Linked DNA regions of Mus musculus: region 2 is linked to region 1. The links are chromatin contacts, called in public promoter capture Hi-C maps. All regions are on one chromosome and are shown on one strand. Each heading gives the region's core, a stretch centred on a gene start, on an enhancer-like site or on the middle of the called end of the contact. The rest is flanking DNA. Distances are from core to core; before and after follow the strand shown.

The links. Capture Hi-C pulls out chosen DNA fragments and counts their contacts.
Region 2: a contact with region 1 is called in a promoter capture Hi-C map of adipose tissue. The contact joins two enhancer-like sites. A contact is called at or near these places in 1 of 39 promoter capture datasets (liver) and 1 of 9 other capture datasets (adipose tissue).

What each region holds. Positions count from the first base shown.
Region 1 is chr7:100,731,102-100,735,346 of GRCm38.p6, reverse strand. All of the region lies in intron 1 of Fam168a (family with sequence similarity 168, member A), which reads right to left. Among named protein-coding and RNA genes, the nearest start is that of Fam168a, 27 kb to the right of the region's middle. Within about 2 kb of position 2,061, at least 94 of the 459 cell types and tissues checked have an H3K27ac peak or open chromatin away from gene starts, as enhancers often do. A contact at or near this core is called in adipose tissue, where this site is marked.
Region 2 is chr7:101,859,103-101,864,004 of GRCm38.p6, reverse strand. Folr1 (folate receptor 1 (adult)) reads left to right here. Exons shown (of 7, transcript NM_001252554.1): 4 at 1-80; 5 at 4,451-4,639; 6 at 4,773-4,902. Among named protein-coding and RNA genes, the nearest start is that of Gm35597, 9.2 kb to the left of the region's middle. Within about 2 kb of position 2,889, at least 9 of the 459 cell types and tissues checked have an H3K27ac peak or open chromatin away from gene starts, as enhancers often do. A contact at or near this core is called in adipose tissue, where this site is marked.

The DNA of each region.
Region 1 (4,245 bases), core at 812-3,311:
CCTATCGCTGAGAGAAGTCAGGGCAGGAATTCAAAGCATGAACATCAGAGGAGTGCTACTGCTTCCTGGCTTGCTTTCCAGAAATATAGGAATTCTTTCTTATAGGACCAGGACTAAGTGGGTACTGTCCCCATGGCTGGGCCCTCCCACATGAATCATGAATAAAAAATAAAAATTAAAAAAAAAAAAGCCCCATAAGCTTGCCTACAGACCTACAGGCCACTCTGATGGAGGTGTCTTCTCAGCCCAGGTTCCTCTTCCCAGATGACTGTCAAGCTGACAAAAATACTAACCAGAACATCACTTTTTTTTTTCTTTTTTTTTTTTTTTTCGAGACAGGGTTTCTCTGTGTAGCCCTGGCTGTCCTGGAACTCACTCTATAGACCAGGTTGGCCTCGAACTCAGAAATCTGCCTGCCTCTGCCTCCCAAGTGCTGGGATTAAAGGCGTACACCACCACTGCCCGGCCAGAACATCACTTTTCTAATCTGAGGTTTCCTCACCTGTAAAACATGGTTATAACTCTCCTTAGAACTACAGTAAGAATTAAAACAAAGGAAACAGCTGGCCAAACTGTGAAGCACTGTGCCAATGTTAGTTACTCCTCCTCCTTACTCTTTCAGGAGAGATGTTTCAGAAATTTATTTGTCTACTTTATAAACAGCAGTATTCTCAATGCTCCAAAGCAGAGACTACATTTTCTTTTGGACCTGAAACACTCAAAACAGTTCCCTGAGAAGGCTTATAAAAACAATACCACATTAAACATTGGTGATTTGTTTTAAAAGCTGGTATGCAATTAAGAGGATTCCACTGTTTCACCATGCTCCTGTGGCATCCAATTAAGTAATAACATGAGAGAGGAGCGTTAATTATGGAGGAAAACTTCCACCAGCCAGTGACAGGTGTGCAGGGCTCACGCTGCGACCTGAACCGTTGACTGCAGCATTAATTCCCCCTTTCCTTTCCCAGACACTTCACTCTGCATGTAATTAGTTGAAATGTAAAGCAGACCAAACGACTGCTGTATTTCAAGCTTTAGCACCTTTATCACGTTAACTTCCACCAACTGGGTTTTAAAGGATTAACACCAAAACAGATGGTTTCAGCCCCACTGTAAGTGAGCTTCAGTGATCAGAAATTATAATATCCAGACTACCTTTATACTCATTACTGAGATGTGCACCATCTTTCCCTAGATAGTGGCCATGGTAAACAGAAATTATCCCACTCTTCATTTTCATATACTTTGTAAATGGCCTTAAAAATAAAACCATCTTTAAGAGGTTCCTTTTTTTTTTCCTAATTTGCCTACTTTTCCCCAAAAGTTTAAACAAAATTTTGGTTTCTTAAAGTAATTGTGGAAATAAACCAAACACCTATTGCAAATTATAATAGCATTTGAGTAAAGAGCCAAGTAAAATATATTCTTCAAATAGAAATCAGAAAAATAATTTCCCCACAATTTGATTACCCTAAGTTCAAAATCTGACTTTTACAGGTATTGATAAAACTATGCATTTTAAATCTAAATACACAACAAGAAGAGAGTGATGCCACAAAAATGCCCATTGGTTCAAAAAGCCATCTTCAAGCATCTTCTTGGCTGCCAAAGGGGAAAAGCTCCTGAAAGATCAGATGCCCAAATTTGGTTTTGGGAAAACTCTTGAGAAATATGTACATAGTTAACACAGAATGAGTCATTACGATAAGAAAAACTCGGGATTGGGTTTCAAGTACCAGTCTGTCACATTCCATTTAAGCAGTTATTGAGTAGCCACTCTACCAGAGGACCTAGTGCTGATGATTAAAGGGAGACATGATAACAACACAGCTCTTCAAGCATTACCAATGGCAAGCATCAACACAGAAGCGTGAAGAGAAGGAAAAAACAGCAACAGCTTTACCGAGGAAGCAAAGCCAAGTTGAGAGACAACCGGAGCCATTTGAACCGAAACACAGACAGGAGTAAAAACGTAGCAACAGAAAGGTAAACAGTGAGTAGCAGGAAGACAGATGACTTGGCAGGCTTGGGCTGAGGAGTGATCTTGGCAGCACTGGGGGAAATGAAAGCTGCTGTCCAGGCAGAGATGCTAAAGACTGAGCTAAAGCAACAGCTGTGGGGATGGAGAAAGGCACCAATCTAAAAAGTGCTGAGGTGATGATAACTGCCCAGCTTAGTTATGGAGGACAGGAAGATAACAAAATTCTTGGCCTGGGTGAGAAAGCTGTGTCTCACTGAGGTAAGGAACAGGAAGAGAAGGTTTGGAGAATAAGATACCAAGTTTAGTTTTAAGATATCCTTGTGACTTTGAACCAGTCATTTCATACTTCAAATCCAGTTTCTTAGTTGACAAAATGGTTATTACATCTACGTCAAAGATTCTGGTGAGAATTAATTAAAATAATGGAAGGAAGAGGGTTATAAAAATCATTGCCTGCTAGCAATGACTCAGGAAGACTGCTAACTGTATTCATTTTTCCTCCCCCACCCCACTCTGCCAAGATTTAACTGGGCACAAACAACTTTGCCAGAAACTACGTTCCCCAGTAGTATTTACAACTAGGTATGTCACAGTTCTACATATAATGAATGAAATGCCAGAAAAACTGAATATACCTTCTGGCTTCTGGATGTTAACCACATATTCTACCAATGAGCTACACTATCAGCTGCCCACGCCCTTTCTTAGAGAACTATAAACCCCTCTTTCTTGTCCCTTCCCAGAGACTAGACGGTGAATGTGTTGATAAGCTGCTGCCTGTGAAGATGCAAATAAAGCAATGGGAAAGAGAGATGGGGGTTCCCCCGATGAGTTCAAGGAGCAGAGCCTCTGACTGCTTTGGTAATAATCGCCTTACTCCTGATGTTACATGAAAGATAAATTTCTACACTTTCTTAGCCACTAACTGTGTGGGTCTCTGTTTCAGCAGTTAATCTGAACTCTTAACTATATAACATCAATGCTTATAAGAATCTGCAAAGAGGGCTAGTAAGATGGCTCAGGGGGTAAAAGTGCTTACTGACCAAGCCTGGTGAACTGAATTAGAGTTTTCAGAACCCAGGTAAAGGTGGGAATGAAGAACTAACTCTGTAAAGTTGTCCTCTGCCCTCCAAAGCATACCATGGCATACCAACACACAGACACATTGTGCACAGACATACATATATACACACATACATACTTACAGAGAGAGAAAGAGACAATTTAAATCTGTAAGAAAAATAACCAAAACATATTTCAGAACCCTAAAAATCCACTAATTCATAGTATCATAAAAATTAAGGAGGTGCATTCATGAGTACGCAAGCACACACACAGATACACACATGCATGCACGCACACACCCACACACAATAAAATGAGCGGAATTAATACATGCTAAGCCATAGAGCAGGCCCAGAACTGTAGCCAAGTATTCACGATTCAGAAATATGGGGCTGGAGAGATAGCTCAGCAGTTAACTGTGCCTGTTGGTTCCCAGCACCCACTCCAGATGGCTACAACTACAGCTCCAGGGGATCACAAGACACTCTCTTCTGGCTTCCAAAGGCACCCTGCATACTTTTTTTTTTTTTTTTTTTTTTTTTTTTTTTAAAGATTCAAAGCTCTGGCCAGGTGGTGGTGGCGAACGCCTTTAATCCCAGCACTTGGGAGGCAGAGGCAGGCAGATTTCTGAGTTCAAGGCCAGCCTGGTCTACAGAGTGAGTTCCAGGACAGCCAGAGCTACACAGAGAAACCCTGTCTTGAGAGAGAGAAAAAAAAAAAAAAGATTCAAAGCTCTGAGCTGAACATGGTAATGCATGCCTTTAACTCAAGCACTTGGAAAGCAGACCTTTATAAATTATAAGCCAGTCTGATCTACACAGAAACTCCCAAGCCAGCCAGTTCTACAGAGTGAGGCCCTAACTCAAAAATAAAACAAAGAAGAATAAACAAAAAACTAACATTTACAATATCTTGTGATAAACAGTTTACTTAATGACAAACAAATCTGCAAAGAGGAACAACAAAAACTGCTGATAGTCTTAGGTGAGTAATCACTTCCCTGAACATAACAAACACATCAACCTAGGAGCTTAGAAATGTTCAAATATTTTGAACTACAGTCATATGCAAAAATAACAAGCCTGCTGGGACAGCAAGTAGCTAGGCTCTGACATGACTGTATTCAGATGTGAAAGTGTCTACAAGTTAAATTGGCTTCTACTCAAGAATAAGGAAGATGGCTCTTCATGGAACTA
Region 2 (4,902 bases), core at 1,640-4,139, 1.1 Mb before region 1:
GGACTGAACTTCTCAATGTCTGCATGGATGCCAAACACCACAAAGAAAAACCGGGCCCTGAGGACAATTTACACGACCAGGTAGGACGAAGGGTGATGTGTGGCTGACTAAGGGCTCGTGGGTCAGGAGAAAGAAGTATCTAGTCCCAGTTTATGGTGGAGGTGGTCAGACCTACCTGAGGAGACCTTCGGTTCTCTCTAGTGTGGGTGACTTTGACAGTACATATTGGCTGCCAACTGCCAGTGTGATATTATCAGCTCATCTTCCTGGTAGCTGAGTTTTGACGTTGCATAAGTAAGGAAGTAGATTCAAGGAGGAACTTGGGAATGGAACAGGCAAACCATTGTGATGGTTTTAGATTTAAACTGATTGGGGAGGACGCCTCTGGGAGTCTCAGGGGAGGGACTGTATGCTGCCCAGTCACTTTTCTGCCAGCCTTTGAAGACTTGAGAAGGAGACTCTCATATCTGAGAAGCCTTTGGAGGCAGGCATCTAGCGAACACTTGGACTGTGGTCCTCAGCTTGAGGGCTGGAGGGCTTGAGGGCTCTGTGTTATAACAGTTGTTTGCCATAGTGCTTTTAGTATCCCAAAGCTCACTAAACATTTAATAAAATCAGTGTGATGCAACAACTATGAAGTCAACCAGCAGCAGGTCTGCTATTGGGGAGGTACAATCAGTGCAGACAACAAAGTGGGAGGGGGGTCTCAAAAAAAGCCAAGATGAGGGCTGGAGAGTTGGCTCAGTGGTTAAAAGCACTTGTTGAGCTTGCAGAATACCAAGGTCTGATCCACAACATCCAAGGTGGTGGATCCATCCCCTTTCAGGGGATGCAATGCCCTCTTCTGACCTCTGCAGGCACCAGGTGTGCATGTGATACATATAAAATAAATAAAGCTAATAAGTAAATAAGCAAATAGGCCTGGGGATGTAGCTCAGCTGATAGAGTACCTGCATGGCAGTCACAAATCTCTAGCACCATATGGAACTGGATGTGTTGACACATAAATGTAACCTCAGCCCAGGGGAGGTAGAGGTAGTCAGGGTCAGAAGTTCAAGGTTACCTTCAGCTACATAGTGAGTTCAGTGCCAGTCTGGAATATATGAAACCCTGTCAAGAAAGGGATAGAGAGAGGGAGGAGAGAGGGAGGAGGCTATTTTTATTATTTATTTTTTGAGACAGGGTTCTACTATGTAATTCTGGCTAGCCTGACTCTCACAGAGATCTGTCTGCCTCAATCTCCTGAGTGCTAGGATTAAAGGTGGACATACCACACCACAAAAAAATTTAAAAAAGCAAAAGAAAAGCAATCTGTATCATGTGCATCAATGGATAAATGAGCATGTTGACTCTATTAGCTGAGAGCTGTCAGGTTCTATTTGCTGCTGGTTTTTTGTTTATTTGTTTTTATGTATTTATTTTTATGGTATTTTGCATGCATATTTGTCAATCAAAGAAGTGCAGTGCATGCAAAGGCCAGAAGAGGGTGTTGGAGTCTCCACGACCAGAGTTATAGGTGGTTGTGAGCCTCCACGTGCATGCTGGGAGCTGAATCCAAGTCCTCTGTAAGAATGACAAGTGCTCTCAACCCCTGAGCCATCACTCCAGGCTCTATTTACTTTTTGTAATACTTAAGCTAAGCAGTGGTGATGCATGTGTTTAATCCTAGCACTTGGAGGCAGAGGCAGACGGATTTCTGAGTTTGAGATCAGCCTGGTCTACATAGTGAGGTCCAGGATAGTCAGATCTACACAGAGAAACCATGTTCTAAATAAATAAATAAATAAATAAGCCTAAATAAAATTTAAAAATATTTAAGATTTGTACCTTGAGAATTCCATATGTACATACAATGTATTTCCATCATGTGTAGCTCAGGCACACCCACCCTTTGGGTTCTACTTTGTCTTTTCCTCCCACAGGAGCATGGTCAGCCTATTTGAACCACATTTGACTCTTCCCTGGGAATCACAAACTATCAATAGATCCTCAGCTAGGGATGAGGTTCCTGTGTCCTTCTCTAACCCACTGCTGCTGCTAATTTGTTCGTTTGTTTGTGTCTGGGAGACAGGGTCTCTCTTGTAGCCTGTCTGGCCTGGAACTCAAACAGGCTGGCCTCCCGGGATAAAGGATTAAAGGTGTGTGCCTCCATACCTGTGCTGCTGTTTTGAAACACTGAGCACAAGGTTGCTAGTTTTAGATTGAGCAGTGGCTACCTTGAGCATCCTTAATTTACAAACTTATTCAAACCTTCCTTCCTTCCTTCCTTCCTTCCTTCCTTCCTTCCTTCCTTCCTTCCTTCTTTTCTCTCTTTTTTTAAAATTTATTTTTGTCACTTGGGAGTCAGAGGCAGGAGAATCCACTGAGCCACAGAGCTAGCCTGGTCTACATAGCAAGTTCCAAGTAAGCCAGAGCTATATAGTGAGACCCTGTATCAAAAATAAATAGCCGGGCAATGGTGATGCACGCCTTTAATCCAAGCACTTGGGAGGCAGAGGCAGGCGAATTTCTGAGTTCGAGACCAGCCTAGTCTACAGAATGAGTTCCAGGACAGCCAGGACTATACAGAGAAACCCTGTCTCGAAAAACCAAACCAAACAAAAAAAAAAAAAAAAAGGAAAGAAAGAAAAATTATATATATGCTTTTGTTTAGTGTAGGTGTGTGTGTCTGTGTGAATGAATACCACACATGTATGTATGAGTTCTGGTGGAACTAAAGGAAAGCATCAGATCCTTTGGAGCTGGAGCTGCAGCCATATTTGAGCCAGGACATAGGTGCTGGGCAGTAGACTATTAAATGCTGAGTCATCTCTCTAGATTCTTAGGGTGTTTTTGTTTTTGTTTTTTAAACTGGGCATGGTGCCACATGCCCTTTATCCTAGCACTCTGAGAAGCAGAGGAAAACAGATCTCTGTGAGTTAGAGGCCAGTATGATCCACATAGCAAATTTCAGGGTTATCCCAGTCTCAAAAACAAACAAACAAACAAACAAACAAACAAACAAACAGAATAAAACAACAACAAAAAACTTGTTTTGAAGGTGTGTTTTGAAACTTTGTTATGTGCTAAGTTCCAGGCCAAGAGTCGATTTTCAGGAGTAAGTTAGCGTATTGCGAGTGTTCTTTTTCTCGGTGACATTTAATGCGACCATCTGGTGGCACTGCAAGTCCACATGCCTTTCTCTTGCTTTTATTTATTTATTTATTTATTTATTTATTTCCCCAAAGCGATTGGCATGTTGGGTTTATCATTTTATCCCTTATTTCCTAGGAAAGTGGCTTGGGGTGGGTCGGGGTCTCATAAAGACTAGAATCAAGGGGCTGGAGAGATGGCTCAGCAGTTAAGAGCACCTACTGCTCTTCTGAAGGTCATGAGTTCAAATCCTAGCAACCACATGATGGCTTACAACCATCCGTAATGAGATCTGATGCCCTCTTCTAGGGTGTCTGAAGACAGCTACTGTGTACTTACATATAATAAATAAATAAATCTTAAAAAAAAAACAAAACAAAACTAGAATTAAAGAACTAGATGTATGATCAGCTGTGGTGGTGGTAAGCCTACCTCTGGGGATGCTAGGTTAACCTGATCTATATAGTGAGTTACAGGCCAGCCAGGGTTACCTAGTGAAAACCTGGCTTTTTAAAATTTTAATTAACTAAGGAAAGTTAAACCTGGATGTGGTAGCACGCATCTCACCACTTGAGAAGCAGAAGAGATTCAGGAGTCCAAGGCTATCCTTGGTTACATATAGAGTCTGAAGCCACTTAGACTCTATGAGGCTGCTCAGAAAAAAGGGACCGGGAAGACAACACTTGCCTCAGAACCATAAGGACCCGAGTTTAATCCTTAGGACTCATGTACAAATGCCTAGGGTAATGTGGGTTTATGACCTCAGCACCGAGGAGATAAGATCAGTGAGTCCGAATGTTTATCAAAGGTTAGAATAGCTTCATTTGTGGTCCCCAGGCCAGTGAGAGACCCTGCCTCAAAGTGGGCAGACTGCCTGAGGTTGTCTTCTGACCTCTACACTTGCAAACAAATGTGTGTGTGAACACTCATAGATACACAAATAGGCACACACACACACAAAGCACATGTGCAAAGAAAAAAATACCAAGGCATAGTGAGTGGCCCATGCCTTTAATTCTAGCACTTAGAAGGCAGAGGCAGTCAGATAGCTTGGAGTTTAATTCAAGTCTGGTTTACATAGTGAATTACAGACAGTTGTGAGCCTCCATTGTGGGTGCTTGAAACCAAACCCTGGTCTTCTGCAAGAGCAACCAGTGTGCTCTTACCCACTGAGCCAGATGTCTCTTCTGGGCTTCTACAGCCAGCTTAACAGCAAGTATCGAAATGGCTAGGCAATCAAGGACTCTTCAAAGTGCAAGGCTGCATGTGGAATATTCTGTCTGTGCTTGGCCACGGTCCTGTGATTTCCATCTCACAGTGCAGCCCCTGGAAGACGAATTCCTGCTGTTCCACGAACACAAGCCAGGAAGCACATAAGGACATTTCCTACCTGTACCGGTTCAACTGGAACCACTGCGGAACTATGACATCGGAATGCAAACGGCACTTTATCCAAGACACCTGCCTCTATGAGTGTTCCCCGAACTTGGGACCCTGGATCCAGCAGGTACGAGTGTCCCCCAGTGCCAGCGGAGTAGCTGTGCTCTCCAAATCTCTACAGGCTATGTCTGCAGCTCCGATTCTACTCAGGCTGCATTTCTGAGGTTCCTGAGTTCAAAACCTTTTACACCCTCTCTCAGGTGGACCAGAGCTGGCGCAAAGAGCGGATCCTTGATGTTCCCCTGTGCAAAGAGGACTGTCAGCAGTGGTGGGAGGACTGCCAGAGCTCTTTTACCTGCAAGAGCAATTGGCACAAGGGATGGAACTGGT